Linked DNA regions of Sus scrofa: region 2 is linked to region 1. The links are chromatin contacts, called in public Hi-C maps. All regions are on one chromosome and are shown on one strand. Each heading gives the region's core, a stretch centred on a gene start, on an enhancer-like site or on the middle of the called end of the contact. The rest is flanking DNA. Distances are from core to core; before and after follow the strand shown. Region 1 holds the start of STK38 (serine/threonine-protein kinase 38). Region 2 holds the start of SRSF3 (serine/arginine-rich splicing factor 3).

The links. Hi-C and Micro-C count contacts between places; a contact is called where the count stands out from the background.
Region 2: a contact with region 1 is called in a Hi-C map of embryonic fibroblasts, with 1.7 times the contacts expected there. The contact joins the promoter of SRSF3 here to the promoter of STK38 in region 1. A contact is called at or near these places in 4 of 47 Hi-C or Micro-C datasets (embryonic fibroblasts, heart right ventricle, omental adipose tissue and 1 more) and 2 of 2 datasets of contacts at active chromatin or transcription factors (alveolar macrophages and skeletal muscle).

The regions. Positions count from the first base shown.
Region 1 is chr7:32,251,660-32,257,950 of Sscrofa11.1, forward strand. STK38 (serine/threonine-protein kinase 38) reads right to left here and starts at 2,014. Exons shown (of 14, transcript XM_001929552.7): 1 at 1,688-2,014.
Region 2 is chr7:32,287,088-32,292,841 of Sscrofa11.1, forward strand. SRSF3 (serine/arginine-rich splicing factor 3) reads left to right here and starts at 2,377. Exons shown (of 6, transcript XM_021098646.1): 1 at 2,377-2,513; 2 at 4,217-4,424. The coding sequence starts at 4,219.

The sequences.
Region 1 (6,291 bases), core at 764-3,263:
CTTCACAGTCTCTAATGTAATAGCAAAGGATGAACTGTCCTTCCCTTTGACCTTTCTTCAAAACCTCCTCCCTGTCCTTTTCCTCCCCTCATAAAAGGATTAGCTTAATTCCAATAACCTTTCATCAAAAATTACAATCACTTTTCCTCTGTAACAATTAGTAGGTTTACTGGGCCCACCAAGTACTTGTTGTAAGACAGGGCTTTTCCTCATGCTTTAGACAACTCAAGCCTTCCTGCCCTGACCACTGAAAGCCCTTGCCCTGTTTCTTTCATTCTCCAACTCCGTAGAATTAATAGCTAATAAGTAGGGGAGAAATTCTTAAAAAGCTTAAAAACTTTAACAAAAAAAACTGTGATCCTCATAAGTCAGGGGTAGGTACTGCAAACAGTAAAAGGAGACCAAATGAAAACTCTTGTTTTATTCAATCCAGGTGATTTACGGTTGACTGTCTCTACAATGGGACTGTTAACTCCACAAGTACCCCTTTTCTCACCAATTCTTTAATTCATTGTGACTAACAACCCAATACTTTCATTTGGACAATTCAACACTGGGGCTAAGACTATTCCTTGAGAGTCACATATCTAATTTCTACTAAACTGTAAGCCACTGAAAGACAAGTACTCTGTCTTATACTACTTTTAGTATCCTTCACCATATATATCATGCACGATGCTATGCACTTAGTAGGTACCTTATAAAAGACTTAGTAGGGAAACGCCCATTTCTTATGCCCATTACTAAGAGCTAAGAACATGTATCTATGAAAGGGGGCGCGGTTAGGACAGGAATGGTTTTCTTAGAGTCAGATAGAGTTGTTCCTCCTGTGCTCTGATGAGGAAGCTGCTATCTAATGTCTGGGTGGAGAGTGGAGCCTGTTATTGTGGTGCTGGTAGTTTTAGGCTTAGGGAAACCACATCCACTGCCTGGCTAAGTCTAATTCAGAGCCAAAGAGAGCTGAAAGGGAGAAGCAGCACAGGGTCTCCTTCACTGCAACCTTTCTCTACACTTTTCCAAAAGAACAAGTTCCTCCGTCTTTTAGTCACCTGGGAGCGCTGGCCTCCCCACTTTCCCTGCTGCACACTTTCTCCAAGTCTTTCTGCACAGACTTTGCTTTAAGTCCTTAGTGATTTGCCTTCTCCACTCTCTTCTTAAAAATCTCCCACTACAGTTTCTTGTGGTTTTCAGATGACCTGAAGCCCGGGACCCTAAGACTAACCGTAGGGAAGGGGGCAGATTCAAAGGTCCCGTGGGGTGGGGGCTTTCGACATCGCTGCCTCACACAACACCTCTCACGTTCTTAGACAACCCCTCCAAAAAGGTGAAAATTGTTAACGACCGACATCCCGGAGGAGACTGAGCGGGTGGCAGTGAGCAGACAAAGCTGGCAACACAGAAAGAAGACAGCCTGGCTCCCCACCCCAAATGCACACGACTAAAGAGAAAGGAGTGGTGGGGAGCCCGGGGCTGGAAAAACGTGCCGAGGACCCACAAGGAGCCTCTGGAAGCCGGGAGGAGGGGGGCTGTCTGTCAGGGGGGGCTGTCTGTCAGGAGGGGCAGAAAGAGCAGGGCTGGAAAGAGGGCGCCAGCAGGCAGGGGAGAGCCCCAAAAAGAGTCGGGGAAAGAGGAGAGATGAAGGGAGAAGCCTGAGCCAGACTGAAGACAACAGCAGCAAGATACTCACCAGAGACCCGGGGGAGGCAGGGCTGAGGGCGCAGACAGCCGCAGACGCCGGCCGAGCCAGCGGACTCGACGTGCGGACAGGCGAAACCCCAGCGGCAGCAGCCAGCCGACCAGAAGAGGGGTGGGGACGCGTAAGGAGCTCTGAGGTAGGGGGCCGAGGGGCGGTTGTCGGTGAGGACAACAGGAAGCGCCCCAACTGCCGGAAAAGACGACAAGCGGAGGGGCCGAGGCAGCCGGGTCCCCAGCCGCGGAGACAGGCTGGCGCGGCGGCCAGGGGCCCAGACTGCGCAAGCGTGACTTCCCAGCGACGCGGCGCGGGCTTTCCGGTCTGCGCGTGCGCGGCCCCGCCCCTCTCCGACTCAATTCAGCAGGAGAGACTGGGTTGCGCTCAGAAGAGTGAGGTGTGGGGCCTTATCCTGGTGGGCGGGGCTCGGCTCGGGAAAGGGTCTTTTTTTTTTTTTTTGAACTTTTTACTTTGAAATAATTTTTCTCACAAGAAGTTGCAAAATCAGTACAAAGAGGTCCTTTTTACCCATCACCCACTCAGCTGCCCTCAACATCTTACATAACTAAAATCTATGATCAAAACCAGGAAATTGACATTGGCGGGATACAATTAACTACACCAAAGCAATTAACTAGATTACAAACCTGCCTCGTATTTAACCAGTTTGGCAGGCACTCTGTGTGTGTGAGTGTGCGCTCGTGCGCGCGCTCGTCTGTAGTTCTATGAAATTCTATCACTCTAGTAGTTGTGATCCCCCGCTTCTCCTGGATGTTTCGACCGTCCTAAATAGGTCCTCTGGAGGGCTTGGCCCCACCTCCTCTTAAAGTAAGGATTAATGCGACTTGACTTGGCTGGGGTCATTGGATAACAGGAGGTCATCCCAGTGTGCCCAGAAGAACCTGCTTTTCAAGGCTACCCAGCAGCTTAGTCTGTACCACCCCTTGGGTTAAAGAGGTCCCAAGCCTTTGGACAGTCATTCCTTCCTTGAGAGTGGAGCGCAGTGCTCTTGACCAGTAAGTGTCAGGCTTCTGGAAACAAGATGAGTAAGACATGGTCCCTGCCAGCCTTCAAAGAAGTCATCTAGGCAACGAAAGAAACATGTGTGAAAGTCATTCTTCAGGGTGCTTTATGATATTATGTTGCCCCCACGCTCTTGTGTAGCTGTGTAAGACCGTGGGTGTTGGTTTTATCCTTCAAGCTTGGGGTCCCAGGCTTTGTTTCCTTAATGGTCTTAAAAACATAGGCCTTCCTTGACTGCTTTCATCTTTCTAGACTTCAAAGCCCGGTTTCCTTTTGTCTAGCACACAAAAACCACTTCATCTTTTGTTCTCTCAGCTCAGAGGCCCTTCTCCCCCAGTGCCTTTGTCAAATTCTTCCCCAGCCTTAACGATTTAGTAACAGTGCCAGATGTTTGCATTAGCATTTTCAGTTTACAAACCACAGGCAAGCACTTAATCTCAGGTGATCCTCAAAACTCTTTTTTTCCTTCTTCCATTTTTATTGAGGTATGATTGACACACAGCATGCTATAAGTTTAAGGTGGGCAGCATAATGATTTGAATTACATACATCTTGAAATGATTATCACAGTAAGTTTAGTGAACATCCATCACCTCATGTAAATACTTTTTTTTTTTTTTTTTTTTTTTTTGCTTTTTAGGGCTGCACCTGCAGCATATGTAAATTCCCAGGCTAGGGGTCCAATCACAGCTCTGGCTGCCGGCCTACGCCTCAGCCACAGCAACACCCAGATCCTTAACCTACTGAGCGAGGTCAGGGATCAAACCACATCCTCATGAATGCAAGTCAGGTTCCTAACCTGCCAAGCTACAACAGGAACTCCCAAAAATATTTTTTCCTTGTGATGAGAAATTATTTACTCACTTAACCACTTTCATATATAACATATGGCAGTGTTAATTATATTTATCATGGTGTACATTATATCTCTAGTACTTGTAATTGGAAATTTGTATTTTTTGACCACCTTCACCTAGCTTCCCCTTCCCCACTCTGGTAACCACAGATCTGAATTCTTTTTCTGAGTCTGTTTGGCTGGTTTTGAAGTATACGACACTGTGTTAGTTTCTATTATACAAAATAGTGATTCAGTATTTCTATACATTTCAAAATTATATAAGTCTGGGAGTTCTCATGCGACTCAGCTACTGGCATTGTTTCTGCAGTAGCTGAGGTCACTGATGTGGTGCAAGTTCGATCCCTGGCCTGGAACTTCCGCATGCCCTGGGAGTGGCCCAAAACAAAAATAAACAAGCAAAAAGAGATATAAGTCTAATTGTAAGTCATCTCACAAAGATATTACATAGTTATTGACTATATTCTCCATACTGTGACTCATTTATTTTGCAACCAGAAGTTTGTACCTCTTAATCTCCCTCACCTATTTCCCCCATTCCTCCTACTCACCTCCCCTCTGACAACCACCTATCTCTGTACCTATAACTGTACCATAATACCCTCTTCCATCCATGTTGTCACAAATGGCAAGATTTCATTCTTTTTCATGACTGAGTAATACTCCACTATATATGCATACACCACATCTTCTTTATCCATTTATCTATTGATGGGCACTCAGGTTGTGTCCATATCTTGGTTGTTTTAAATAATATTGCAAGCGGAGGGCCACAGACCAGACAGGTATAAATAATGTTGCAGAAATGTAGGGGTGCATATGTCTTTTCTAATTAGTGTTCTTTTCTTCAGATAAATACCCAGGAGTAGAAGATGCATCAAATGGTAGTTCAATTTTTAATTTTTTGAGGAATCTTCATTCTGTTTTTCATAGTGGCTGCACCAAAGCCAAGGATAGATCAGCGCTATCAAAAAGCATTGAATGTGGAGTTCCTGTTATGGTGCAGTGGAAATGAATCTGACTGGGAACCATGAAGTTGAGGGTTTGATCCCTGGCCTCGATCAGTGGGTTAAGGACCTGGCATTGCCGTGAGCTGTGGTGTAGGTCGCAAACACAGCTCAGATCCCATGTTGCTGTAGCTATGGTGTAGGTTAGCAGCTGTATCTCCGATTTGACCCCTAGCCTGGGAACCTCCATATGCCAAAGGTGCGGCCTTAGAAAAGACAAAAAAAAAAAAAGAATTCTCTTCCTCAAAAGATGTGCATAGTTACTTTCTCTGAGTGGGTGAATTATGAGTGATTATTATTTCTTATACTTTTCTGTACTTTCCAAAGTTTCCACATTGGACCCATATAACTTTTAATTTAGTTTTCATTTTTATGAAAGTAATACACACATGGACTTGAAAAAGCCAAATGATCTACAAGATTTATAATGATAAACAGCAGTTCCTTGCCCCACCCCCTCCCAGTGGAGTTAGTCAGCAAGCAGCTGCTTTCAGTGCTTTTATTCTACTATTTATCTCTGTTTCTAAATAACATTGTTTTCTTCTCTTAAATTTTCTTTCCTTTTTTTTTTTTTGCTTTTTAGGGCTGAACTTGTGGCATATGGAGGTTCCCAGGCTAAGGGTCCAATCGGAGCTATAGCTGCCGGCCACAGCCACAGCCACAGCAACACCAGATCCAAGCCTTGTCCATGACCTACAGCACAGCTCACGGCAACACCAGCTCCTTAACCCACTGAGCAAGGCCAGGGATCAAACCTGCAACCTCATAGTTCCTAGTCAGATTCGTTTCCACTGAACCCCGACGGGAACGCATCTCTTAAATTTTCAGTTTTTGATGTTTTTAAATTTCCTCAGTGAAGATGAAGATTTAACTTACACCACAACTTCCATAACTTACTTCACGACCATCATTTTCCTTAAATCAGTATTCAGTGTTTATTCTCCAAAGAAGACAGGCAGATGGCCAACAGGCATATGAAAAGATGCTCAACATTGCTAATTATTAGAGAAATGCAAATCCAAACTCCAGTAAGGTATCACTTCACACCAGTCAGAATGGCCATCACCAAAAAGTCTGCAAATAATAAGTGCTGGAGTGATTAGTCCCTTGTCTATTGCATCATTTGCACAGATTTTTTCCCATTCTGTAGGCTGAAGAGAAAGGAACCCTCTTACACTGTTGGTGGAAATGTGAATTGTTTCAGTCACTATGGAGATTCCTTAACAAACGAAAAATAGGAGTATGTGATCCTGCAATTCCACTCCAGGGCATGTATCTGGAAAAGATGAAAACTCTAATTTGAACAGATATGTGTACCTTTATGTTCACAGAAGCACTATTTGTGATAGCTAAGACATGGAAACAACCTAAAGTGTCCATCAACAGATAAATGAATAAAGAAGATGTGGTTCATATTTACAATGGAATATTACTGAGCCACAAAAAAGAATGAAATAATGCCATTTGCAGCAACATGGATGAACCTGGATATTATCATACCAAGTGAAGTAAGTCAGACAGAGAAAGACAAACATCATATGATATCACATATGTGGAATCTAAAAATAAAAATGAGGCGTTCCTGTTGTGGCTCAGCAGAAATGAATCTGATCAGCATCCATGAGGACGCAGGTTCAATCCCTGGCCTCAATCAGTGGGTTAAGGATCCAGCATTGCCGTGAGTTGTGATGTAGGTCGCAGATGTGGTTCAGATC
Region 2 (5,754 bases), core at 1,127-3,626, 36 kb after region 1:
AAAAAAAAAAAAAAAAAAAAAAGATACATGCTGGATTAGCATTACACACACAAACAAACAAACAGGAAAAATGGTGGTAAAGAATGGGATACTGATATGTGAAAAGAACATTTGGGAGTTTCCATTGTGGCTCAGCTGAAACGAATCTGATTATTATCCATGAGGACAAGGGTTCGATCCCTGGCCTCACTCAGTGGGTTAAGGATCGGGTGTTGCCATGAGCTGTGGTGTAGGTCGCAGATACAGTTCGGACTGGAGTTGTTGTGGCTGTTGTGTAGGCTGGCAGTTACAGGTCAGATTCAACCCCTAGCCTGAGAACGTCAATGTGCCACAGGTGCAGCCCTTAAAAAAAAAAAAAAAAAAAAAAAAAAGAACATTTAAAAAGAGCATTTTCGAGCAAGGGTTGTGCCAGCTTATTTATCTGCATTATTTATTTTAATTAATTAGATAATTAAACAAATATGTATTGATCATCTGCTCTCTGCCAGACTTGTTTTCAGGCCCTGGGGAGGCGGAGTGAGCAACAACAGTCCAAAGGTGAAGTTCCTGGAGTTCCCACTGTGGCTCAGTGGTTAACGAATCCAACTAGGAACCACGAGGTTGTAGGTTTGATCCCTGGCCTTGCTCGGTGGGTTAAGGATCCAGTGTTGCCATGAGCTGTGGTGTAGGTGGCAAACACAGCTCGGATCCCATGTTGCTGTGGCTCTGGCGAAGGCCAGCAGCCTACAGCTCTGATTAGACCCCTAGCCTGGGACCCTCCCTATGCCACAAGTGCAGCCCTAGAAAATACAAAAAGACAAACAAAGTTGAAGTTCCTGTAAGTGGGGAGACTGCATGTAACAACCCTGCAAGGCTTGGTGTAGTTACCCATTTTACAGAGAGGAAACTAATATTGAGATGGTAAGGGATATTTCTCCAGACACTTTAGCAGTAAGTAGCAGCAGTACTGTGGGTCCAAATATAGGACTGTCTGACTTCAATGGCTTTGCTTTGATAGAAGGAAATAAAAAGAGGAGAAAAGCTTACACAGGAAGAGAGGAGCAAATCAAAGCAAATAGAAGTAAGCCAGAATAGAAAAACATTTAGAGAAGGAAAGAAGAGGAAGAGAAAAGCTTTGCTAGAATTCCTACCTGGGAAAAACCCAGGTAAGACCAGCTCAGGGCTTGGCTCAACAAATGTAGTTTCCATTCTCCCTCTTCCCTTGCCAGTATGAAATCCTCGTTTTTTACAGGTGTGAAAACTCAGAAACAGTAAGTCGTGTCTCCACCCCACATGGATAGATAAACTTCTTAGAGCCACAATAAGAGAATATCTGGGAAAAGGAAAGCAGTGAATGTTTGGCATATCTTTCAGCTACTGGTGGAAAAATACAAGTTATTATTTTTCTTGAGAGCAGATTTAGATACGTTAGTAAGTCAGACTCCACTGAAAGGGGAGGAAACCAGGCAACCCTCTTAGCTGAACTCACTGTTCCAGAGAGGAAGATCTTGGTGATTTTTCTAACAAACCATTGGTATTTCTCTCCCAATAGTTAATTTCGTGGCTCAGTTCTTTTCAGAGGAAGTGGAAAGCAGAGAGGAAGGTGTTAGTGAACCATAGACCCCCCACCTCTGAGCCCCGGTCAGTACAACAGCCTTTGCCAGAAGACAGACTGGTATTCGTTGCGGAGGAGAGGGGTGCCGAATTCAATCTCCTCAGGAACTTCCTTTTATACTGTTACTAAATGCGATACTTTCTGGATGGCCTGACCCGTCTCATTTGCCTTTGAGTTTCTATTAAACATTTCAAGAGTCCAAAATGATGACGCCATCGTCTCTGCCAAATCGTGCAGTTTGGGTGAGAGGTGGCAGACCAGCCAGAGTTGGGCCGACTTTCCGTGACTGGGCTTTTCCCCAAGTGTGGGACCCGGAGGGGCACAGTGTGGTGACAGCGGGTTCACAAACAGCCCCGTGACCTTGGGAGCAACTCCGAAGCACGTTTGTAAACGTGATGGTCTCAGTTCCTGCCTAACCGCTCATGCGGAGCAGTAATTAATGAACTCATTTTATACTGTAATCTTATTGGGTGCAAAAGGCTCTATCAGTGTTTGGGTGTGACCGGCGATGATGTTATTAAATCCCTATTAATAGGCTATTTGGAGATGAGGGAGAGGTGACTGAGGAGAACTCGGCAACAGGAGAATTACACCGAGGGAGCTCTGGCCCTGAGGCACGACGGCTGCGCGCGTCTCCACCGACGAGGCAGCACAACCAGAGAAGGCTCTCAGCAACCGCGGTTCTCGCAGCGTTTGTGGCCATTACGTCACGGTCTTCTTCGCCTCTCATTGGGCGAACCCGTCCAATCATGTGACTCCAGGATGGCTTATAAATACAGGCGAGGAGACGGTGTTGGTCCGCCATTTCGTGGACGCCGGATCGGGGAGAGTATCTGCTGGAGCCAGGCGGGAGGGGAGTGGGAAGAGACAGCCGCGGGTGCGTGGATTTGAGTCTTCGCATTTCTAATCTAAGATCTCGGTAAGAGACCCAGCGACTAAAGGAATGAGGTGGGAAATGGGCCTTAACAGGACCGAGGTGGGGCCAGGCCCAATGGCGGCGCCAGATTGAGACAAAGAGACGCTGCCGCCATTTTGTGACGTTCAACACGGGGCGGTGGAGGGGGCTCCCGGCCCCCCGGAGCAGGCACCCAGGCTTCCAAGTGGAGGTGCTTATAACCCTTCCCTGGGGGGCTGAATCGGGAAGTGAGATTGCTCGAGTTGAGGCAAAGGGGGTATCGGTAATCGGTTGTACTCTAGATCGCGGCCATTCAATTTATGGCGCCTTTTTTTTCTTTTTGCCCACGTTTCCTTAAGTAGCGGCTTAGGATTTTTTTTCTTCAAGTCACTACTCAAGACTGGACCCTTCGATCCATATTTGAGGATTTCTCTACTTTCTTTCATTTTCGTGTTACTTTAACTTCACTTTTTACAGCCTGAATCCAATAACTATTTTTTTTTAAGCTGATCTTTCTTGAGCTGTATTGTTCTTATAGCTGCTTCGCATTAAAACTGGTCAGGGTAAAGTTTTTGGGAAAGATTAATTCACCAACAATGGGTTTGGTCTCGGAACTTCTGGGCACAGGGCGGGGTCACACAAATAGGATGTGTCTGGGCGGGTATTTTTTTTTTTTTTAATTGGATAACGTGTTTATGAAAAGCCCTTAAGCTGAGTTTTTGGACAGGCTGCTTTTCGTATGTAATCTACAAGTTGATTAGATTCGTTGCTGAGGCGGCTTTATTAGTATTGAAGGTTTTTCAAATGTAAACTAAAGTGCCTTAAGTTCTTGCACAACAAATAATCTATTTTTTTCCCCATGAGGTGGAGTTAATGTAACATTCATTTTAAAGTGCACGATTCAGAAGCATTCGATACCTTCACAATGTTGTGTAACTATCACCTCTATCTAGTTTTAAAGCATTTTATTATACCCACTAAGGTGACCTGTACTGTTAAGCAGCCACTACCCTTTTGGCCTGCCCCTTTCTCTCCCGCAGCCCCTGGTAGCTACTAATCTGTCTCTGGATTTACCCGTTTCGGATATTTCACATACATGGGATGGTATTACGTGTATTTTTTTTGTCTGATATCTATAACTTAGCATGCTTTCACGTTTTGTCCATGTTTATGGGTACTCGTTCCTGAATACTCCATTGTATGGGTAATAATTTTGCTTCTCCATTTTGTTGCTGGACATTTGGGTTAACACCTTTCGGCTGTTGAGGGTAGAACAAGATATATATTTTTAAAAAACAAGTTTGTCCTGCTTGAGTAAAGTTTTGGCTTGTGAAGGCACATTACTATCACTTTTTTAGTGGTTTAGCCTTAACTGCTGTCTTGTCTTCACTTGTCATTTTGTTTTGTAGTCTCCAGGTTTTGCTTTTAATCCTACTTTTCAAAGTTGTTCCTCCCCCCCCTTCAGATAACTGAAATAGGTTTAAGTCTCTCAGTTCCCATTTTGTGGCATATGCTCCCCTACTGTTTCCTCCCTCCACTTCTCTGGGAGGTGATTTTTTTTTTTATTTTCTTACACAGCTTGGCTTCCAGGTGGTTATTGGCAACGATTGGGGTGTTTCAAGGGTAGTGCCTTTACCTTTTTTCGGTTTTTGAATTCTTTCCTAAGGATCTGTTTTTTACTGTGTGGGTTATGATATTTTGGATTTTTTTTTTTTTTTTTGTTACAGAAATGCATCGTGATTCCTGTCCATTGGACTGTAAAGTTTATGTAGGTAATCTGGGAAACAATGGTAACAAGACTGAATTGGAACGAGCTTTTGGCTATTATGGACCACTCCGAAGTGTATGGGTTGCTAGAAATCCTCCTGGCTTTGCTTTTGTTGAATTTGAAGATCCCCGAGATGCAGCTGATGCTGTCCGAGAGCTAGATGGGAGGTAATTTGTTAATTTTTGCTAATAATATGTTGTTTGTCCTTTTAATATTTAAAATCTCTAGGATAAGAGGTTTTTAGATGGCTTTGTGGAGATTTACATAAATTTTTTTTTTTCTGGCCAAAAAAGGACAACGGTTTTAGTGACGATACGTAGGGAGAGTTTATTCAGTTTGCCATTGAAGAAAAGAATTTTATTTGCAGTTGGCGGGTGGAGAGCAGCATCCAAAATATGACTGAAATATTTTAATCTAAATCCACTATAAATAGTCATGTTGTAAACTTTGAAATCTAAAATTGTGGAATCAGACATTCCCTTATGGTCACATCCTGATTGATTGTAGCTGGATGATGGTTACATGGGTTTATTGTACCATTATCTTTACATGATAACACTTTTTTTTAGGAAGTGTGGGTGTTATTTCCCTATGCTTTTAGTGTCTTGTTGACTGGCTAAGTAACACCTGAGGTTAGTTGGGTGTTTTGTTTTGTTTTTTGGTTTTTTTTGTTTGTTTTTTCTGTGCTAGTGGCTTGTGGATGTTCCCAGGTTCTGGGATCAAATGTGACAGTGCTGCATTCTATTTTTTTTTTTCTATTACTCAGTGAACTTATTACATTTTTAGTTGTACGATGATCATCACAATCCAATTTTATAGGATTTCCATCCCCCAACCCCCCCAAACTGTCTCCAGTGCTGCATTTTTAACTTGCTGAGCCACCGGGGAACTCAAATAACACCTGAGTCTTAAAGTGAACTAGTGTTGCCCTTTATCCTGGCATTTGCAAACCACTGGATTTCATGAAATCAAGGAAAACTTTGATCCTTAAGATGGAAAACTGAAAGGATCTGAGAGTTGGCTGTAAAGCTATATGAAAGGTCACTTAACTAAGCAAATTGCAGAAACTGGTTGAGAGCCCCACCTCTTCCCAGTGTCTGTCCAAATGTGGCTTATCTAAACTTAATGGTTGTGGACCAATGAAGAGGTGGGAGATAACTTTCTTACTGTTCTCACTTGCAATTTCTTGTCAACTATTGTGTGATGATTGAGTGGAGAGGGTTGTATTAAATAAATGGCCAGAATGCTTCTGTCCTGTTTACTGCTCTTTACTTGGAGGTATGAAGAGAAAGGAGACCAACAAATATAGTAAGGTTGGTAAACAATTGCTGGGACCTCAAAGGAAGTAGTCACACCAGCATGTACAGATGAACTAATTCTTTGAGAATGGATCCAGGGATTTTCACACTTAATATTGTCACTGTGATCATTGAACCCAATGATCACACTGACTAACAAAGCAATAAAATGTAAGGAAGGTGTTTTTTACCAGAAAAA